2 separate regions of the Mus musculus genome follow, and region 1 is linked to region 2. The links are chromatin contacts, called in public HiChIP or PLAC-seq maps. All regions are on one chromosome and are shown on one strand. The core of a region is the stretch at or near the end of the contact, and the rest is flanking DNA. Distances in the headings are between cores, read along the strand shown.

The links. HiChIP or PLAC-seq counts read pairs in DNA pulled down with a chosen protein or histone mark.
Region 1: a contact with region 2 is called in an H3K27ac HiChIP or PLAC-seq map of embryonic stem cells, with 9 read pairs. The contact joins the enhancer-like site here to the promoter of Pomk in region 2. A contact is called at or near these places in 6 of 39 promoter capture datasets (cranial neural crest, embryonic stem cells, frontonasal cranial neural crest and 2 more), 3 of 484 Hi-C or Micro-C datasets (epidermal suprabasal cells, nephron progenitors and pre-hematopoietic stem cells), 3 of 115 datasets of contacts at active chromatin or transcription factors (all in embryonic stem cells) and 3 of 9 other capture datasets (adipose tissue, liver and pancreatic islet).

Annotation. Positions count from the first base shown.
Region 1 is chr8:26,060,308-26,065,808 of GRCm38.p6, forward strand. It overlaps Hook3 (hook microtubule tethering protein 3), which reads right to left. Exons shown (of 22, transcript NM_207659.3): 14 at 1,070-1,139. Among named protein-coding and RNA genes, the nearest start is that of 1700047A11Rik, 20 kb to the right of the region's middle. Within about 2 kb of position 3,279, at least 10 of the 459 cell types and tissues checked have an H3K27ac peak or open chromatin away from gene starts, as enhancers often do. A contact at or near this core is called in embryonic stem cells and stem cell-derived epiblast-like cells, where this site is marked.
Region 2 is chr8:25,991,542-25,996,726 of GRCm38.p6, forward strand. It overlaps Pomk (protein-O-mannose kinase), which reads right to left and starts at 2,580. Exons shown (of 5, transcript NM_029037.4): 1 at 2,546-2,580. It overlaps Gm31402 (a long non-coding RNA gene), which reads left to right and starts at 1,753. Exons shown (of 2, transcript XR_378826.3): 1 at 1,753-2,022; 2 at 4,871-5,185.

The DNA.
Region 1 (5,501 bases), core at 2,029-4,528, 69 kb after region 2:
TTGTGTATATTGTTAGGTATTTCCTTAAGTTTTTTTTTTTTGCCAGAAAAACGAATTTTCAGTGAAAAGATGGGCACATTTCTACATATTCTGCTACTTTTTTTCAAAACATTTTTCTCCCTACTTTTTACATTGTTTGAGGATTTTAGTCCCTCCAAAACTCTAACATTGGTGAAAAATATCAACTGTTAACTCACTGTCCGCGACATATGCCATAAAGTTTTCATCACCTTACAGTTTCATTTTTCCTATTAGCTCTTCAGGATATTGAGACTACTTAAGTCATAGCTAATCACATGCAGAAAAAAATAACAGGTCTGAGTCAATGCTCCTTTCTAACTTAACAATCTCTCACCACCAGGCTTCCTCAGCTGCAGAGGGAAAGGATCATCCATTTACATATAAATAACTGCAAAGAATAAGGATGCATTCATTCAAATAATCCACTTGTTTTCAGAAACAAGTGAAAAGTAAAAGATCACAGGGCTGGGGAGGGGCTGATGGCCTCTGTCAGGATTCCAGGATGGAGAGAGGGAACAACCCCCAGCAATGGGCAGGATTCATCACCCCCTTCTGTACACTTGGTTCCCCTCCTCTCACTTTCCATTTGTACACACAATGCTAGGATGTACTGTAGGACGCGAAAGCCCTAAGATGCTAGGTCTAAATATACGGTGAGGAATACTGAGGGCAGAGTTGTTTGCAGCAGTACACCCTTATGAGACCAGTCCTAGTGGGTGATAGACAGATCTTAGTAACGGATTATGTATTTGGATGATGGCTAAGATAAGCCTTTGCCTTGGGTATTTTCATGCTGTCTTCAGAGGATCCAAGAGTGGGATATGTGATTTTTCTTTTGTAGTGTGCAAGACTGTCTTACCCAAGTGAAAATAATTAGTTCTCCAGTCAAGTTTAAAAAGCTTCTAACATACCTAAAACATGGAAATTTAATGCTGAGTGATTCAGGCTGAAATGTACGTCAATAAGAGGAGCTAGTTCTGTGTACACTGGAGAGTAAGGGCTCTGCAAGGGTATTGTGCTGAGTGACTGCCACTACCATTCTCCTTACCTGATTTCGGGTGTAACAATCTCTGCTGCAAGGCTGTCTGAAGATTCCTGGCTTCCCAGAGGCATTAACCCTACAAACACAAGGAGAGGCAAAGTCAAGGAAGCACAACTACCTCCTTTGCTTAAGATGCAGCGTCTGCAGGAAGCACTACCCTGAATTTTAACACTTAAAAAAACAAAAACAAACAAAAAAAACCCTCTGTTTTTTGGGGGGGGCGTTGGGAGTTGTTATTTGTTTTGTGGTTTTGGTATTTGAACCAGGCTCTGTGGATACTAGGCAAAAATCAACTAATTTTCTCAAGTAAAGACCAAGTTTTAGTAGCCTTACAAAATTAATTTATTGTTATAACAGTTTTAAGGGTATAATACATACCATTAAGTGCATTTCAATGTTATCCAACTACTACCATTATCTGTTTTCAACTATTTAAGAACTGAAACAGAAATTCTATAACCACTGGGCACGCGCTCTCCCTGCCTGTAGTTCCCGGGTAAACCCTCTTCTACTTTTCATCTGTCTGGGGCAATGGGTGGCCTGTGCAGACATGTACGCAGAACCGTGCATTGGTCGCTTTTTACTTAGTTAACACAGTTACGTTGATGATTTGCCCATATTACAGCACTTCTGCAGAACTTTCTTCTCTTTACTGATAATATTCCAATGTATGCATTTATTGTACTTAATCTGTTGGTGGATGCGCATTATTTCTACTTAGTAGTAATTGTGAATAATGCTATGTGCATATATATGTGCACAATTATCTGATTGTATCCACTTTCAGTCCTTTTATTAATGTACTTAGAAGAGGAACTAGTGAATCACATGTAAACTTTATGTTTAAAACATTTCAAACTTATTTCTATAACATTGCCCCATCCTGCCTGTAATGCATAATGGTTTCAACTTCTCCCAACCAATTCCAATCAACGTTTATTTTCCTTTGTTTGCAGTCATGGTGGTAGTGGGAGGAGCACTGGCCTCACAAGTTTGTGTAATGAATTGATCTGTCTTTTTCTAGTGACCAACGATATCACTAATTCTTGTGGGTTTTGGCCATCTGTTAATCTTCTTTGGAGATATATAGTTCCTTCTATTTAACTCCTTTGTTCATATGTGAAATGGGTTTTATTTTTTTTATAATTATTCAATTTTCAAATTCTTCAGTTATTCTGTGTAGTCTCTGTGTATATATATCCCGTGTTCATGTATATGTCTGAGATCATATGCAGAAGTCAGAACTGACCTCAATTGTCTTCTTCAATCACCTGCACTTTCCATATATTTGTGTATATATGTTTCTATATATGTACATGTGTTCTAGGCACCTGAAGTGGCCAGAAGAGGGCATTGCTCTTCTAGTTGCTTTTTTGTTTGCTTGGTTTTTCAAGACAGGGTTTCTTAGTTTGACACTGGCTGTCCTAGAACTTGCTCTGCAGGCCAAGCTGGCCTCTAACTCAGATCTGCCTCCTCTGCCTCTCTCAGGCTTGGATTAAATCATGTGCCACCACTGCCTGGTATATTTTTTGTTTGCCTTGGATTCTCTGGAACTTGAGTTACAGATGGTTGGGAGCCACCCCGTGCTTGAAGGGAATCAAACCCAGGTCCTCTGGAAGAGCAGGCAGTACTCTTAACCACTGAGCCATCTTTCTAGCTCACTACTTTATATTTTGAGATAGGATTTCTCACTGAGTATCAAGCTCACACTCAGGTCCTCATACTTCCATAGCAAGCACTTTAACCACTGAGCTACCTTCTCAGCCCCTGGATATTAAATCAAATATTTGAAAATACTTTCTTCCATTATGTAGATTACCTCTACTCAGTTGAAGGTGATTTTTGGTGCATTAAGAATTTCAACATTAATAAAGTCCCATTCAATCATCTTTTGTTGTGCATGCTTTTGGCACCAATTTCAGGGGATCACTGTCAAACTAAATGTGATCAGAATGTCTGCCTACCCGGTGAGGTTTTATACTTAGTCCTTTGGGTCAATTTCATTCTTCTGCATTTGAATACACAGTAGGCAATCTATTTTCTCCTTGCTGCCTGTTCCCTTTTTTCCTAAGTGGTCTGGCTAGAAATGCTAATATTACCCTGAAGAAAAGTGGTGATGGCACTTCATTTTCTTCCTAGTTGCTATGCCCACTCCAGTGAAGTCTGCCTGTCAAGGTCAAAAGGCCTGGAAGCAGTCATGAGGCAGAGTTTCGAGGAAACTCAGCCTCCTGGAACCTTGGCATTCTCATAACCCATATACTCAAACCCTATCCCCACGTTAGTATGGTGTATGCTCTCTTTCAGTATTATTTTATTATAAGTGCCTTTAAAGATTGAATTTTAACATAGGTAAGCCTCCACCAGTGTTCCAACGTCCTAGAAAACCCTTGAAGCCAATGAGCTTGGAATTCAGTAGGAATTCTGTGAGAAGGTTACCTATTCAGTAACATTCAAATTTACTTCTAGCAGAGAAGGTGAAACTAATTAGGCATTACAAAGAACAGAGCTAGAATAGCTCAGGGCTAGTCTGCAGAGTGATTACTTAGGACTTAGGACAGTAGCCAAGTCTAACCCAAACAAGGGAATACACAATGGCCGAGCAAATAGGTGGGTTTAAAATGTAAGAGTTAGGGAATCCCCCTGAGACAGGTTTCTTCACTAGGCCCAAAGAAACAGCATAATCAGGCATTTACTAAGAACCCCTGGTGGTGGGCTTAACAATAGACTAGCATTACACCTGGCTCCCTTCTTAGTGGTAAACAGCAGCCTGGTTCCCGCCATCTTTTTTTTTTTTTTTTTTAAAGATTTATTTATTTACTATATGTAAGTACACTGTAGCTCTCCTCAGATACTCCAGAAAAGGGCATCAGATTTCATTAGGGATGGTTGTGTGCCACCATGTGGTTGCTGGGATTTGAACTCGGGACCTTCGGAAGAGCAGTTGGCGCTCTTAACCACTGAGCCATCTCACCAGCCCCCTCCCGCCATCTTTTGATGTATACATTCCTTATGTTTTGTGTCACTGTAACTCTGCGGATATGTCACATGGTTTCTTGTTATTCTTCTGTATAAAAAGTTTGATGCTCGATTTGACAAATTACACTCAGATTCAACATAGTCTCTCCTGTCCAGTCTGTTTGTCACCCCCACGCCCACCAACTCTATGCCCATCTGTCCGAGACCTTGATTTGCATGGATTGAGGAGGGCCCAATGAGCCCAGTCCGTGGCACCTAGTCTTGGAAGAAAAACTTTCATTCTTTCACCACTGAGGTTTTCTAAATGTTTCTTTATTGTGTGGAGGAAACTTTTTTTTACTTCTGGTATACTGAGTTTTTAAAATTAGGAGTACATGTTAGACTTTGTCAGATGCCTTTTCCGTACAAACTGAAACTATTTCCCTTTCGTTTGTTAATGTGGCTGACAATGAGCAATATGTCTATTCCTGAAGGAGTTCTACAGTAAAGTTCTAAGCAGGCAGGGTGTGCACCTTTCCAACTCCTATTCGGAACCCTACTGCAAGTCTTAGCTAGTACAGCCAGACTCAAAGGAGATAAATAAAGGGATACACATAGAAAAAGGGCAAGTCTAAGATCCATATTTGTAGATGATAGTACTCTACATAAGAACAGACCTCAGCACACGCATTTATTCCCAGTACTCGGGAGGCAGAGGTTGGTGGATCTCTGTGAGTTCCAGGCCAGCACAGCCAAAACTGTTAAACAGAGAAACAAAACAAAACAAATTCACTGCTCCCCAAAACCCAAAGAACACCATCACCACCACCATCATCAATAACAACAACAGACCTAAAAGTCTCCACCAGAAAACTCACAGACTTTCAGCATCATGGAAAGATAACAAAATTAATACACAAAAATGTGTAGCATTCCTATATACCAATAATACATACACTGAGGGGAAAAATCAGGGAAACAATTCCATTCACATTACCCTTAAAACAAGCAAAGAAGCAAACAAAAAGCACCTTGCAATAAACATAACCTAGGAAGTGAAAAACTTCTATGATGCCAACTGTGGAACATTGAAGAATTATATTGAATAATAAACTAGAATACAGACTCTAGAAAACACAAGCTTAAGTAAAAAATTTCTGCAGTTACTCAGGTTATAAGACCTATGGTTGGAAAATAGGGCTGCGACTTTTCTATAACAGAGAAAACAGTTACTGAGCCGAGATGTCAACAGATCAGGAGAAACTCTTTGCCAGCTACAAGGGCAAAGGGTGGACATGAGGAACAAGGAGATGAGTGGGGTGCATGGGAAACTCACAAAGAATTAAAAAGTAAAAGCAGAAAGAATATATAAAGTATATAAAAAGACTAACAGTCAAGAAAACAGACAACCTAACTTAAAAAACTGACTAGCGAATTAAACAGAGAATTCTCAAAACCAAAATCAAAACAAAGAAAAAAACCA
Region 2 (5,185 bases), core at 1,330-3,829:
AAATGTAAGCTGAATAAACCCTTTCCTCCCCAACTGCTTCTTGGTCATGATGTTTGTGCAGGAATAGAAACCCTGACTAAGACATGCATGGATGAGTCCTGAGTGACTAGGGATGTAGATAGTTGTGCTTAGCATATTCTACGATGCGGTGCCCTGGAGAATACCAACGGGAACATAAACTCCTGGAACCCAGTCTTGGCTGGCTTACCTCTCTACACGCACGCATGCATGCTATGGGCCACACTCCAGCCCCCATCTACTCCTAGGTGTTCAAAGAAACCCTTTGGGAGCTGTGTAGGCCTTTCCCTTCTAGATTATGTGCTCCTTGATGTCTGTCTCCTGTTCTGTTTGGTTTCCCACTGTCTGCAGTGCCTCGAACAGCAGGGACTTGAATGTACCAACTCCTCACGCCCCCCCCCCCCCCCGCGTCTCTTCTTCAGTTCTCTGTGGGATCCGACCTGTAACGCCTCTCATCCACCCATTTCTTCTTGCACCCGGTGTCGCCACACCAACACCATGGTTACATCTTCCCAGTGTCAAGTCTCAACCTAACCTCCCCCTCATCTTACCTGGCCACTGGGTGAATGCAAGCTTCATGCAGCCTAGAGCTCATACCGTTTTAGGAAGGAAAGGATGCTCCCCAAGAAAACAACACAAGGCAGACTGGGCAGATTGCTCAATGGGTAGTGAGGACCCCAGAATCCCAAAGAAGCCAGATGTACTGTAATCCCACTGGTGGCGGATAGTCGAAAAGCTGCTGGACCAGCTAGCCAGACACATGGCGGGACACCACAAAGTGACACCGTCTCAAACAAGGCAGGAGGCCAAGAGCCACACCCATGTTGCACTCTGACCTCCACATGTACACCATGACACACGTGTGAAACACGCACATAGGCACACACACTTTTGAATGTAAAATTGTCAGCCCCTTTCCAGGGTTTTTGCAAGGGATTTGTGGCAGCACACAGAAACTGTCTTTATTGGGGGCTGGAGAGGTGGCTCAGCGGTTAAGAGCACTGATTGCTCTTCCGAAGGTCCTGAGTTCAAATCCCAGTAACCACATGGTGGCTCACAACCATCTGTAATGAGATCTGACTCCCTCTTCTGGTGTGTCTGAAACAGCTACAGTGTACTTACAATCTTAAAAAAAAAAAAAAAATTCTCACCCACTACTCATACTCCAGTACCATATATGCATGTTCAGTCCCCTATGGTCTGGGTGAGCATCCTCCAAAGGCCCATTCATTAAAGACTTGGTCTCCAGCTGTTGGCACTACCAGACAGCAGCAGAACCTCGAGGAGGCAGAGTCTGCTACAAGGAAGCTTCTGTCAGTAACACGTGACCTAGAAGGAGACACTGGGCCCTCAGCCTGTGTCTCTGTGCTTCCAGGATGCCAGGAAGTAAGATGACCTCTCCCATCATGGTCTTCCCCTCTTCAATTTTCTCTTCCACCGCTCTCTCCCGCCACGACGAGCATAATGACCACAGGCCATAAGCAAAGAATCCCACGGCTGAGCCCAAGAAAATCCTTCCCCTTTAAAAGCTGACCATAGCAAGAAAGGCCAGCAACACTGACAAAATGCTGCAGGAACCCAGAATTCATATTTTTCAATCTACTTATTTTATACACAGGAGTGTTCGCTTGCATGCACACTGTACAATATGTGCTATGTGTGCCTGGTGCCGAGGGAGGTCAGAATACAGTGCTGGATTCCCTGAAACGGAAATTATGGACAGTGGGGAGCTATTAGGGAATTGAACCCAGGTCCTCTGCAACGAGTGCTGTTAGCCACTAGCCATCTCTCCAGCCTTAGAATCCATACTATCAGATCTATGCGGAACCCTCTTTGCTTGGCAATCGATTAACACACCTGTTTCTTGTGGACCGCCCAGGCAGCCCAGAGCTTAAAGAAGTGAGTATGTGTGGTCGGCAGAGCGGGAACTTCCGGCACTGTTTAAACACCAAGGCTATTTGATAACGGTGAAAAAGGACCAGCTGCTGTATGTCGACTGCTTAGGTTAGTCAAGGGAAATAAGTCAACTAAATGAATTGCCAATATGCAGAATATTTTACACAATTCGAGAAGGAGCTGGTGTCACCCAATTCAGACTAAATTTCATTTCCCGATAACTATTTAAACAGTCTGGATGTTATTTAGTTTGGACAGGCGAAGGTGGGGGCGGGGGGCATCAAATTTACTAAAGGTCTAAAACTGGTTTTTAACAAAGAGGGGGAGAGAAAGCGAGAGCATGGCGGACAGCCTCCGCTCACATGGTTCAATAGCAGCTCCCGGTGCATGGTACTGGGATACCATGGATACCGGGAGAGGGGTTGCGTGGTGAGCATCCAAAGGGAATGCATGGTGCACCCGGAGGAGGGGTGCGCGGTAAGCACGGGAGGAGCCAGCACCAGTACCCGGTTTAGTTTTCATGATCCCCATGAGAGGATCCACTTTGGGATTGGGTCCGGGGGCTCAGGAGGGTCAGGCTTGGAAAGGCCCCACAGAACCCTGTCCCGCTTCACTACGCCCCGGAGCCTACCTGGCGACCACCAAATCCGGCTCGCATTCCAGGACGCCTGCGCGGCCGGAAGCGGTCGGAGACGAGCGTGAGGCTGCCTCCTGGTGGCCGCCTCTTGCCTTACAGTGGACGCCCGCGCCAGCGTAGGCGCGGTCATCCATACCCTGGTCCTCATTTCCTCTAGCCAAACTGGTGAAGGCCAGGCTGCAACAGCAAGGTTGAGCCTGGGACTGGGGACCTCAGAGGGGCTGCTTCCTGATCTACAGCTCTACACTCTCTGCAAAGCGGTGGCTGCCAAAGAGTGATCCTCAGAAAAGCAACACGAGCAAATCGCAGAGTGAGGCTCAGTGCACTGATAATGCCTCTGGCTTTGAAAACTATGTGACTTTGGAGCTTTGGCCTGAGACGCCAAGCTGCGCGTCACAGATTTCAGGGCCAAACCTCAAGTCATGCGAAGGCTGGAAGGTCTCAGCGTGCTACACTAGTATTAGTACTGGAAGTGAAATGGGAGGGGTAAGGTTGGGAAATGGAAAATCAGACATATCATCTACTTCTAAACTGATTTATTTTCCAGATTTGAAATCAAAACATACAGTGTGTGGGTAAAAACAAAAACCATCTATGTTTATTATCCAAACTCTAAGCATGCTAAAGAACCCAGAATCTTGATCTAGGAAGCACTAGAGGAACCGACAAAACTCCCTTCAAAGAATCCCTGTAAGCAACTTTTGCTTCTCAGACTGACAAATGCGTTTGTGTGTGGTGTGCCAGAGAACTCAAAGGCCAGGAGTGATAGATAGACTTGCTGGTAATTGTGGTCCCCCAGATACCAATGCTATATGAACTAAACTCAGGTTCTGTGGGGCCATCTCTCCAGCACCAGGGCTATTTATAGTAGAAAATATACCTGGATGTATAACAGCAAGTATTTCAGAAATAAATTATAGGCATTATATAAAAAACACCATTAAGAACACTGTTTAATGAATAGTTTCAGTTTGTGAAGCTTTAAAACTTCTGGTGATGATGGAGGTAATGGTTGTAAAATAATGTGAATATATTGGATGCCACTGAAATAAACACTTAAAAATGACTCAGATACGGGCTGGAGAGACCCCCTCAGTAGGTAAGAGCATTGGTTGCTCTTCCAGAGAACCTGGGTTCCTGGCATCCACTTGGCAGCTCACAACCACCTGTAACTGAGTTCTAGAGGATTAGACCTCCTCCGCTTCTGCCCTCTGAGGGCACTGCACACACGTGGTGCTCAGACATATAAGCACGCAGAACACCCAGCCACATAAAATAAATTCCAAAGCAACCTGTTACAAAAGGACTAAAATCAGGAGGTGTGTTATATAGAGTTTGCTATAATAAGTGATGATGCTGCAGGGGGCCACAGAGATGGCCAGCAGGTCAGCGTGCTTGCCACCAAGCCTGACCATCTAAGTTCAGTTTCCTAGGACCCCTCCTAGGGGAGGGGAGAAGGATTCTCACCATGTCATCCTTAGATCTCCAAATGCACACGCATGGACACACACACACCAAATAAACGTGACATTAGGTGATGCTGTGATGATGCATCCTGACATGAAGAGCTATTCATGGCACATGGATGTAGTGCTTTTGATGCTAAGCATCCCGCATAGGTCCACGTGGTCCTCTGCGGGGCAGGCTGCTTTGGAAGTGGAGCCCTGTTAGAGGATGCGATTCCTTAACAGGCCTTACTTCCTGTTCACGCTCTGTTTCCTGGGTCTGAGTGCCAATCTCCCATGGGGCAGCCATCAAATCACTCACTGTCTGCTGCTGTATCCGTCTTGAAATGATAGCCTGTGTGCCCTTGGCATAATGAAACAAAGTAACAAGTTGCTTTTGTCAGAGAATTTGATTACAAGGTGAAAGTTAACTAAGACAATGGCTAAGGGTGGGAAACAATCCCATGCTTTAAAAATGTTTTTAATGTTGTGGCACCTGGATCGACTCCAGGAGCCCATGCTATCCTCACACCCCGGAAGCCAATAAAACAGTGATTTCAACAAAAGATGGGGAGGGGACTTCCGAGAAAGATGGGAAACTTCCATAAAGCACAGCTTCAAAATCCAAGCAAAATTAAGGGTAGAGCTATTTGTGTGGTCAAGGAAGACTGGCATTTGGAGCAGCATGGATCTGGTCAGGGGATGTCTGCTCTGTTCTCCCCTGACCTAAATTCAGTACGGCTAAAACCTGGAAGTCCTCTAGTTAACCACGGAGCAGCAAAGAAGACTCCTAAGTCAGGAAGTAGAGGAAACCCTCATTTCTGTGTTGTTCTATCCCTGTTCTCACTTCTGCCTTTTCCTTATTTATTCCCAGCCACCTGCACCACAGTAGCATATGTGACTGCCAACCAAAAACTGCAGGACCAGAACACAGTAAAGCCTTCCTTTCTACCCAGTGGAAATGGACTCTGAGGAAGCCCAAACCAGCTCGCCCTGCCTCCCTCCCCAGGCCCAACCTGCTTCATTGCTATAGCACGATTGTGGACGTAGGCAGATTCTTGTCTGTGTGTGTTTTTAAAATTATTATTTTTTTCTTATTCTTAGGGAATGAATTAAGGTCAAATCCTCCCCCATTTCCCTTCTACACTCTCTTCCCAACATGTCCCCTTCCCACCTCCATGTCTCCCCG